Linked DNA regions of Bicyclus anynana: region 2 is linked to region 1. Evidence: chromatin contacts called from public Hi-C data. All regions are on one chromosome and are shown on one strand. The core of a region is the stretch at or near the end of the contact, and the rest is flanking DNA. Distances in the headings are between cores, read along the strand shown. Region 1 overlaps LOC112046466 (rab GTPase-binding effector protein 1). Region 2 overlaps LOC112046466 (rab GTPase-binding effector protein 1).

The links. Hi-C and Micro-C count contacts between places; a contact is called where the count stands out from the background.
Region 2: a contact with region 1 is called in a Hi-C map of whole body, with 3 times the contacts expected there. The contact joins two enhancer-like sites. A contact is called at or near these places in 2 of 2 Hi-C or Micro-C datasets (whole body and whole larva).

What each region holds. Positions count from the first base shown.
Region 1 is chr14:692,047-697,424 of ilBicAnyn1.1, forward strand. The region is part of intron 1 of LOC112046466 (rab GTPase-binding effector protein 1); the gene reads right to left. All of the region lies in intron 1 of LOC112046480 (protein real-time), which reads left to right. Among protein-coding and RNA genes, the nearest start is that of LOC112046480, 7.8 kb to the left of the region's middle. Within about 2 kb of position 2,300, at least 6 of the 8 cell types and tissues checked have open chromatin away from gene starts, as enhancers often do.
Region 2 is chr14:745,458-750,835 of ilBicAnyn1.1, forward strand. The region is part of intron 1 of LOC112046466 (rab GTPase-binding effector protein 1); the gene reads right to left. LOC112046480 (protein real-time) reads left to right here. Exons shown (of 15, transcript XM_024083108.2): 11 at 1,563-1,688; 12 at 2,267-2,399; 13 at 2,682-2,809; 14 at 3,498-3,619; 15 at 4,276-5,378. The coding sequence ends at 4,363. Among protein-coding and RNA genes, the nearest start is that of LOC112046468, 20 kb to the right of the region's middle. Within about 2 kb of position 2,349, at least 8 of the 8 cell types and tissues checked have open chromatin away from gene starts, as enhancers often do.

The DNA of each region.
Region 1 (5,378 bases), core at 1,050-3,549:
AACCAAATATACCAAGACGTCCCTGGTTTTTCTTTCAAAAAATGACTGAACGTTGGGTTCTTACAACTATTTCTCGTTTGCGTCTTGGTCACTCATGTACACCTGTGCATCTAAACAAGCTCCGGATTAGGGATAACTCTATCTGTGAGTGTGGTTTGGATGAAGGCACTGTTACTCATCTCCTTTTTAACTGTCCCAGACTTCTTCATCCTCTCTATGACATTCTTCCCCCAAAAGTCCCTCGTCCTTTAAGTGTTAAATGTTTGTTAATGTTTGTGTTTAGTCCATATTGTAGATTTTTATGTAAATATGTAGAATGTAATAAGATTAAATTGTAATATATGTTTATACTATGTAAATTATTTTAAATATTTTGTTAATATTAATATATGTTATTTGTGTTGTTATAGGTTAGGAACTAACAAAAATATTATGTAATAGTAACTATCTAGTAGATTCTCAAAATTGAACTTGTCAGCTCTCACTGAACAATCTCCTTCGTGCCTTCTCCATCTACTCGACACTGGCGAGATAAACCGTGCCCAGTTGGCACAAATGAAAGCCATTAAGAAGAATTGAATTGAATTGAAGTAAAGAATCTGCACAAAAATAATACCCTCTTTGGTTCTGCAAACCACAATCTCCCGCAAGAGTAATTCGAACAGACAAATTGCTCGGCTATCGTATTCGGCGTTCGTTTTCCGTTGAACGTTTATCTTTGATGGCGCGTTTCCTCAATTTCTTAATCGACACCGTTCTATATGCAATTCGGTTTTATTTGCCTTTCATCTAATATGTATTTTGAATTGGTATGTACATTGTACATGCTGAACCTGCCTCTCGAACCTGTAGTATAGTTGACTAATAGTCAAAAAAAAAAGAAGTCATATTTCAAATGTGCTAGTAAACTAAACCACATACTAAACCTATTTGAAATATACAAAATTGTATGTATACCCATACAACATTTACATACATTAGGTTTTATTTTTTTAATGAACTTTCTTAGTATTTTTCAAATGTAGGTAGGTATTATGTTTCTACCATTGGATTTGATTGGATAGATCATTGACCTAAATGAAAGAAAATAAATTTGTAATGCTTCCATAATTTTTGATATTTCGTACTCTGAGGCTATTAACCTTATACCAAGATTGTTTCGTATAGCGATTTTGAATGTTATCGACCACTAAATAATTCAATTTGTAACACTTACTAAAGTAATATTACTTACGCCTTTAATTATTAAGATGGACAGACATGGTGACGGTTTTGCAAAAAAAAAAAATAGGTATTTGCTAGATGTATCGTACTTGCAGCAGCAATTTAGTTGGCGCATTATTGGAAGTCGCGAGATCGCATTGCAGCTCAAAAAGTTGAAGCCAAATAAGATTAAAACGGACTCGACGTTGGCGAAACCCATTGTGTACTGATTCAGCGCTAGAAACAGCCAAAAAGAGTATTAAAACTGAAAGTACGAGCAGATAAGACGGCTTCGGATTTAAGTTATATTGGCTTACGAATAGCGACGGAGTTTCCCAAGTCTAGGTGAAAGGAATTCTGAGTTCCAAGTATTTTTAATATAGGCAGATATTAAATCGGAAACAGCAATGATAATGTTATACTATAGATCGGTTATGTCCCTACAAAATCATTGCAAAAAGTGATCGGAATAATAGACTAAAAGACTGAGCGCACACATGCAAAACTTTGTCTTTAATTCCATTATATATTTATGTATTTATAGTTTTTACACTTCCTGATCACACAACTCGACATTGTAGATGATATTTCTATATTATTTGTTTAAATAACGTTTGTTGTTGATCACAACTAACATTGAGTTGACTATAAATTTCCTCTATTGAGCATCTCATTTTTCATGCGCTAGTAACACATCTAACATAACATTAATATCTTTGTGGAACAGTAATAACTGTATTCAAGTAGGTAATAACTTTTTCATTCTCTTTTGCATCTCACGTGAATATTTTTCCTTTGTTTGTATGTAAATCATATTCACTATATACCTACTTATGTCAAAGCTAGATGTGCTCCTCGATTTTACCCGCGTAGGTTCCGTTCCCGTGGAAATACGGAAGTAAAAGACAGCCTATGTGTAACTCGCTGATTAATAGCTTTCCATTGGTGAAACAATTATTAAAATCACTTTTGTGGTTGAAGTGTGAACGTAACGAACAAACATAAATTCGCATTTATAATTTATTAGTTAGCATTAGAATTTCCTCACAAATGGCCTGAGTGACGCTGAGTCGATTATGTGAAGAGTCAAGGACCTGCTTACGAGGGCTCACAAAGGCTGAGAAGTAAGCTTTATGATATGTACTGTCCTTAAATTTCTTGGCAATATAAAACTAAAATATTTAAATTCATCGTCTGCAATCAAATTAAAATATAAAAAAACATACATACAGCCGAACGTAGAACCTCCTCCTTTTTGGAAGTCGGTTAAAAATAACACTATCAAGTTCAGATTGAACGCTTTGATATGAAGAGGTAATTCTTAAGCGGTTATGTTTTGCGCAAGATACTTAGGCAAGTTACTCGTAAGTACCTACTCGTTTTTGCTCAAAAACTTGTTATCCAAGTTGTCGACACGAGAGGAATGTTACTGGTAAATGGTTGGATTTTACTTTTAATTGGGGGACTTTTAAAAGTCCTTTAGGCCTTCCGTCGTAACCTGTACTTAGCTTCTTGTATCCGCTTACAATGTATAATTATATCCATTTAGGGAAAAATCTCATAAGTAACATTTAGCGAAATTGGTGTGCTTGATCATCATAGTATACCTAACTAAGAAATAAACGGATGGTTCATGCCTCTGTATTGTGAAACTTGGTCGCTTTCAGTTTTCAGAATATGAAATCAACCGACCTGATTTGACATTTAAGTGCTTTGATGGTCACTTGCACTGATTTGACATTTAAGTGCTTTGGTGGAAATTGGGATTTTGCAATCCCAATTTCTTGGTCACGAAATCTTTGGTTAGGGATTTGTTATTTATTTCATGCATGGATACTGTTTTTATAATAAAAAGATTGAATTTTTAGAAACAAGCTTTTATCCTAATTCGTCCTGACAAACACTAGTGCGATATTATAGGAGCCATTTCGAACCAGAAATCATCCCTGACTAAATTAGATTACGATCCCCGATACGGATATTTCTATTTCCCGACTCCGACGAGTAAATATCCAAAAAACATTTTTTTCAACGCGGAGAAGTCTGGGCCATATTTTCCAAGTATTTAAACATATTGTACCGTAAGTAATTCCCATGATGGTACCTCGTTACGTGTAGCCCAATGTCGTTGGCTATTTATAACTGATTTAATGAACCCTCATTATCCCCCTGTCTACCCACCCACTTCAGGGTAAGTAGATTGTTGGATATTATATTGATTACTCAAATACTTAAGTGGGTCGACCTGAGTTGACCTTTAACTAGGATTTGCTTTTTATTGAAGCCGGACTAGCCCAAAATTCTGAAAGTCTGAGCTCAGAATATTGTCTTGAACTTTAGACCTATAGAGCTCATGCGTACTATCCATACTAATATTATAAATGCGAAAGTAAGCCTGTCTGTATGTCTGTTAGTTACCTTTCCACGGCTAAATCGCTAAACCGATTTACATGAGATAAATAGGATCTAGGAAACAGAATTTAACGCAGAGTCGTGGACGTCCCCGTTCACTAGTTGTTGGTTGTACCATGTGTTTTCTGTGGTTGTACCATAAATATTACGATCCAAACCATAATATACGAGTATCAGCTTGATCGGAACCATCGAGGTGACCGGAGAGGTTAAAGTAACCCAAACTGTTACGTGGAGTAAATTAATTACAGGTGTAAGATTGTAAATAACTCTGGACAAAAAATCTTTCTTGCACTTAGTAATTTATTTATAGTAGGTGTTCAGACAACTTTGATTGGCGGTTTTTTGTGAAATCACGTTTTGTCTGCGACGATAGGTACTTGCAAAGCTATTACGTAGTTTTGATTTTGAGATACTATCACAGAATTTTTAAATTGTAAATACATACTTAAAAAATGTTTTATTATCGTCGGAAATCAACGACGCATAGACAGACACATACCTAATAACAAAATTTGATTAAAGTGGGTAGAGTTGTTACCGATATGTAAGCTCGTTTAATAAATGATGCCAATTTTAAATTGCTTAGTTGTAACCTAATTTTAAAAACTGTTGAAATGAACGTTTTACATGTACTAGGCAGTTAGGCACATATAATATATGCATCGTCACGTTCTGTAATATAGCAATTACTTGTTGTTATTCGGGTTTTCTGCAATGGTATTTATTATTGATGATTTTACGCACATTTTGCGTAAAATCATCATCAACATTGTAAATAAGGAAAATGTAAATTCTCGTGTCATATTCCATAATGGTAGAACCAATAATGTTTTTAAGGTTATATTATATGTTCTGATATAATCTGTAAAAAAATTACAATGATAAAAACAACAGTAGCACTCAAAATTTCCTCGAGGATCTTGGTCTAAAAGTTACTCAACCGAATAGGACTTCTTTACTTTAACTAGAAGAGTTTTGTACGATTTGTTATTTACGATCGTTAAATAAAGTTTATTGTGTAACTAGTTCTTTTTTTGTTTATCGCAGGTAGGTACTTAGTAGTATTTTCGATTCATCAGGTCCGGACTACTTCCTTATACAAGGGGTCCGGGTTGGCGAAATCATAATATTTGGCTCTTTAAAAATCATTACTATAATAAATGGCACTGACGGCTGATGTGATAACCGAGGCATTGATTTTTTTTTTAGCAATTCTTGACTCGAACCCGGGACCGCGTGATCCGAAGGCACATAGGCTAACCACTGGACCACCGAGGCAGTTGAATATTTTGTTTTATAAATACTGTAATATAAAATCAGTAATGACAACATTTACGTCGACGGTCAGAAGCAGAAGGTTAGGTCAAATTCGGACCTCTAAAGTAGGTCACCTATTTTGATTGTTGGAACAACAACCGCGACCGCAGCGCCGCCTAGTTCCTGAACATCATCCAATAACGAAGCCACCCACGGTCCGATATACCCACAAGCCTGCAGCGCTGCCGGCATGATGTGCGGTAAAACTGACCGTGTGTTGGTCGCGATTTTTGCTTTATGTTGAGCCGTTATGCACATCGCAACTATAGCTTAGTAAATTCGTTGATGACACTCTTATGATAAGCGAGCGACGGGGGGAAATGGCTGCGTGGGTGTGAAGTAGTGCGCGCGGGGCAGATGGGAGGACTGCACGGGTATGAAGTCGTACGTGCAGGGCATTGCTACCTACCTCAGGGCCCACGTGGACCATCGGGAGTGTTACG
Region 2 (5,378 bases), core at 1,099-3,598, 53 kb after region 1:
TCTAAGAATAAGAATATATAAGTTATTTGTTAATTCCTATAAAAAAATCTAAAGTTAAAAGTTATCGTGATCAATAAAATACACGATTGCTGTTTAGAAGTTATTTAAATGCAAATGTATTTTTTGCGTTAGATTTGTTTATGGATCTCTGTAATTGATGGGTTTTCTGTCGATTCCTAGAAGAAAATAAATCGTTATATTTTTATTTCAATGCAGATTCTTATTATATTATATTACAGTCTTTTGGATTACATATTTAATTTCATTTATCAATTAACTCAAAAATAACTAATTTTCTTAAAAGGACCCTAAGGAGTGTTACCATTTCTGTCTTGCAGTTTTGAACAGTTCGATATAGCACAAAGTACTACATAACTATCTTCTTCTATGTACTTCAAGCTTTTGTCACGAGTATGTCAGCAATACTTGTAGAGCGTAAGCGCTAATTTGTTCACACATCATTAACATACTGCAGAGACCTCGTGATTCGTGACGTATGTGCTAGAAATATACTTCTATCTAAATTCAAAAACGAAGCTAAGATCAAATTATCTTAATTGTAGTTGTCATATAATTATTTTTAAATTTACATACAAACTTAGTAGTAGAACTAGTAATTCGATTACTTAAAGTTAAACCTGTGAGAGTTCCAAACGTGAATAGTTTAGGAGTATAGGAGAGATTCGTTTATTCCAAAGATGTTTTTAGAAAAAGAAAAATTATACCGTCGGTGGAATTTCACAGAAAAGAGCCGGCAATATGCAGTTTGCACTTTTGCAAATAATTGACATTTGAAAATTCTAATTTAATTGCAGAATTTTGAATTTTTTTTTATGTATCTATAATTTTTAAGACTGAAAAGTAATTTTTTGTAGTTTCAAGACTATGTCGAATTGAAAGTTTTCTTTAAGACAAAGATTCAGAAGAACATATACCATATAAAGAATATAATTTTTTGTGAGAGGGAATTCCAAACTCAATAAACAAAATAAAACTGTTGCAAAATTTCAGGAGCTTGAACTAAGACTTGATTAAATTAAATTACTAGAGTTTTTGAGTTCGATTCACATTCGTTGGACTTTAGAAGTACGTATTTCTAGAACCACATTTACACTTCGATGTAGAAGCAATGTTATTTGTCCATTTTAATATTCGCGCTAGGATAGCGAAACCTGAGCAGGCGCAAAATTGTTTTGTTTCTGTCTACACTGTTTTGTCTACTATAGTCACATTATTATAGTTCTTCTAACACTAAAAGTAATGTTAGACGATGTATAAACAACTGAACTCACGGGAGCAGGAAGTGATTCTTAATGATAACTTAAATTCCCGCGAATCCAGCTGTTTGTAGTATTTACATGAACACAGTGGCGTGCAGTTTCAGACAAGCATTATACAACCGATTAAAAAAAAAATTAAAAAACATAGATACAAAGGAAATCTTCCTCTACTAGAGATCATTAAATATGTGCAAGTCTGCCTAAAATGCACGCTATTTACCACACGGCAGTTTAAATATTTAGAAACTCTTGATATTAACGTCTGTTGTTGAATTCTTTCAGAGCTTCGTTCACGAAGGAGGTCTAGTGCCCAAGAGTCTGTACGTGAGCGGGGCTTTCACGGAACGTGACGGCGACCCTCTAAGCGAGGACAGTATCTACCGATCTGTCAGCTTGGGGAAGGGACAGGTTAGTATTTTCTCTACTTGTCCTGCCCAAGAAGAAACTTTGATCGATTTGGCAGGTTTTAGTCTGAGAGGTTGGTTTAAATAACCCAGCTCAGTTAATGGGATAGATGTAGAAAACTTGGATTTTTCAAGTTAACTAATTATTTACCATCGTCACAGTGCATATCTTTTTTGATAAGTAGATGGAACAAAAAGGTTTTCGTCATATTGAGAGTGATCTGAAGTGTGAGAATGCCTATAACAAACTTTCGTACTGTCGGCCTATAATTTAAAACGTTGCAATGCGTCTGTTGACCTGAGATTAAGTCGCAAGACACGAGCCTCAAGTATCAATCTTTCAGTCAGAAAGCGATGCTTCTTTGGGAAGGAAATAAGCGTGGCTGCAGTTTGTCGTCACCAAAGACACTATTCTTCACAATAATGTTACTAGCGAAGACTTGCGTACCCTGAAAAAACAAGCATACTGTTTGGTTAGAAAAAATGTAGCTGTGGATAGGCAAACCACTCCTAGTTCAAAAAACTTAACAATACCACGAATTTCGAGCAATTTGGATTATGGAACATTTTTGTTCATTCCAGCTCCATGAAGTGATAGTGCACAACCGCGACCCGCAGAGCGTGCTGACGTGGGACTTCGACGTGCTGCGCCACGACATCTCCTTCACCGTGTACCGCAGCGACCGCGAGCTCGACCACCCCGACCGCGCCGCTGGTGAGTGCTTTCTGTGTGGCGTGTGCAGCTCACGCAGTGATAGTGCACAACCGCGACCCGCAGAGCGTGCTGACAAGCTCTGTGGGTCGTGCTGACGTTTGATCCACAAAGCGTGCCATTTACGTCATTATCAACATCTCAATCTATGGACCTCCATTGCTGGACATAGGCCTTCTGTGAAAATTTGCAAACTTATTTCCTATGACCCATTTTCAGTCGGCAGTAACATGACCTGTCGTTTACCCGATTACTTACCTGTGTGACCTGTGTGTGTGTGTGTAGCGGCGTGCGGCGGTGGTGCGGGCGCGGAGGAGAGCCGCTCCGTGCTGGAGGGGTGCGGCGGGCGGGAGGGCGAGCACTACCACCGCGTGGAGCCCGCGCTCGTGTGCCACGACGGGGAGAGTATACAGGTGCGCTGTTTTGGTCCCTGTTTAGTAGTGCATACTGTCTCTGTTAAAACGTATACAGGGTGCTCGGGAGTATTTCCCATAACTTCAAGGGTATCCATTAAAGGAGCCGAACTACATAGCCAATTTTTTTTTTTACTAAAAATTAAACCTTTTTGTTTTCATACAAAGTAATTCAAATAATTCCGACTATCCATGTAACACACGCCTTTATCTATCTTTGCATTTTAAAATACGTAAAACTTGGCTACGTAATAGTTATAAGGATGCATATAAGGGACACAATTTAAGATCTATTTACAAAAGAAATATTTTTAACGTGACAACGTCTTATAATTCGATGGAACCGACTGCACACTCGAAAAAAGATGACATCATGCGTCGTTCCCTCGCTCTAGGGTTGCGAATTTTTTTTACAAGAAGTAAAGTATATTCTGGTCTATGAAGATCAAAAAACAGTATTTTAGAAAAACTAATATTTTCTTTTGAAAAATGCAACCATTCCATCAGTATTTTCTTATGACGTTGTCACGTACAACCATCGGCAGTAAACCGACTTTACAGACAACCGATTTTTTTCATTCCGAATATATTAATTTTAGAACATTTTTAATAAATTTCCTTAAAGAACATAGCCCTAGAGTTATGGGAAATACTCCCGAACACCCTGTATAATGTGAATATTGGTCAGGGTTCGCACGTGATGTCGGAGAGCGGCAGTTACGTGCTGCAGTGGCGCTGCGAGGCGGCCGACAGCGCGCGCGCCGCGCAGCTCATGTACTTCCACGAGACGCTCGCCAGCCACCACTACCGGTAACTGATGCTCATCATCATCATCATCCATGAGCCACGGCAGCCCAGTGGATAGAACCTCTGCCTTCGATTCCGAGGGCATAGGTACGAATCCGGTCCAAAGCATGCACATCCAACTTTTCAGTTATGTCCTTTTTAATTAAGAAATAAGGTTTAGAAATGACAAAGTTATGAAGTAGCAAATATTAAAAAAGCCTCCTCCTTTTTTGAAGTCGGTCATCCAACTTTTCAGTTATGTCCTTTTTAATTAAGAAATAAGGTTTAGAAATGACGAAGTTATGAAGTAACAAACATTAAAAAAGCCTCCTACTTTTTTGAAGTCGGTCATCCAACTTTTCAGTTATGTCCTTTTTAATTAAGAAATAAGGTTTAGAAATAACAAAGTTATGAAGTAACAAACATTAAAAAAAGCCTCCTCCTTTTTTGAAGTCGGTTAAAAATATGATAAATAGAATGTTATTATAGAAGTTGACATAAACTGTAAAACTATAAATTACTCGTATTAATTGTAAAATTTTTTGAAAGATCAATTCCTAAATTTCTCACTGGCTCTTCTATCCCTGTCTGATTTGCAAACTGGTAGTAAAGTCTCTGCTAACTGACTTTAGTTTTTAAAAGTTCTCGTAAGTTGAAACAAAATGAATTCGATTTCGCAGGGGCTCAATGTCAAGCCTTCAGTCGGCAATCAGCGGGTTCTCGTGCCTCAGCGGCAAGTCGGTGACCAGCTCCTGTCCCTCGAGGTGATGCGCGCCCTCCGCCCCGCCGCTCTCCCCGCCGCCCCTCTCCCCGCTGCAGCTCACCCCGCCGCCCTCGCCGCCACTGCTCTAAGACTTGGGGCCATTTGGTAATACTTGGGGCTAACCTGTAATATTGGTAATATTGTGTGTTAAAAATAGTGGTTCGGTTTTTAACTATAGGCACACTTTGCCGCCAGTGTTATATGACATCATTCGGTCATTTGGTAATACCGGGGCTAACCCGTAATATTGATGAAAATTGGTAATACTGTGTGATTACTGTACTGTTGTGGTGTTAGCGCTTTTTATTTAATAATAATTAGCTGTGTATTGGATAATGACGCTAAAATATACGTATCGTATATGTGTCTATGATCTACTATTGGGGATAAATGACAATACTGTGTGATTACAGTACTGTGGTTTCAGCTTTTATCTATTGTTAGCTGTGTATTGAACAACGATGTTGAAATGTACTGATCGAATTTGTTTCTAGTTTCCCTGATCTATTGCAAAGAACCAATGTGGTTTCATCGCTTTTAACACAGTAATTAGCTGTTTATTCGATAATGACATTAAATATGTTTGAGACAAAAATATGCTTACGGATGAATGTGGATCACAATTCACAATCGTGTGACTCGTTCATATGAATGTTAACAAATGAACACCAATATAATGAACACCATTATATTATTATACCCAGTCAAGCTTCGCTTTGACGCGAGCAACCAATCGTAAGAAGGCTATCGGCGACAAAAAGAGTTTTTAGCCGCTTACATGTAAGATGTTAAGTATCGTTATTTCACTAATGACTATATTGTTATTGAGTACATTGGTTTTCGAGTCGTCTAAATCGAGTGTCAAAAATTATAAAATTTTAAGAGTTGAATGAATTATTATGGGTAAAATTTAAAACAAGTATAAACTAATGTCATTGTACTCTTTATTCCATATAGGGAATATTAGTAATACAAGTACCAAACTGGCTATGAAATTGTTAGCAAAAATGTAAATTAAAT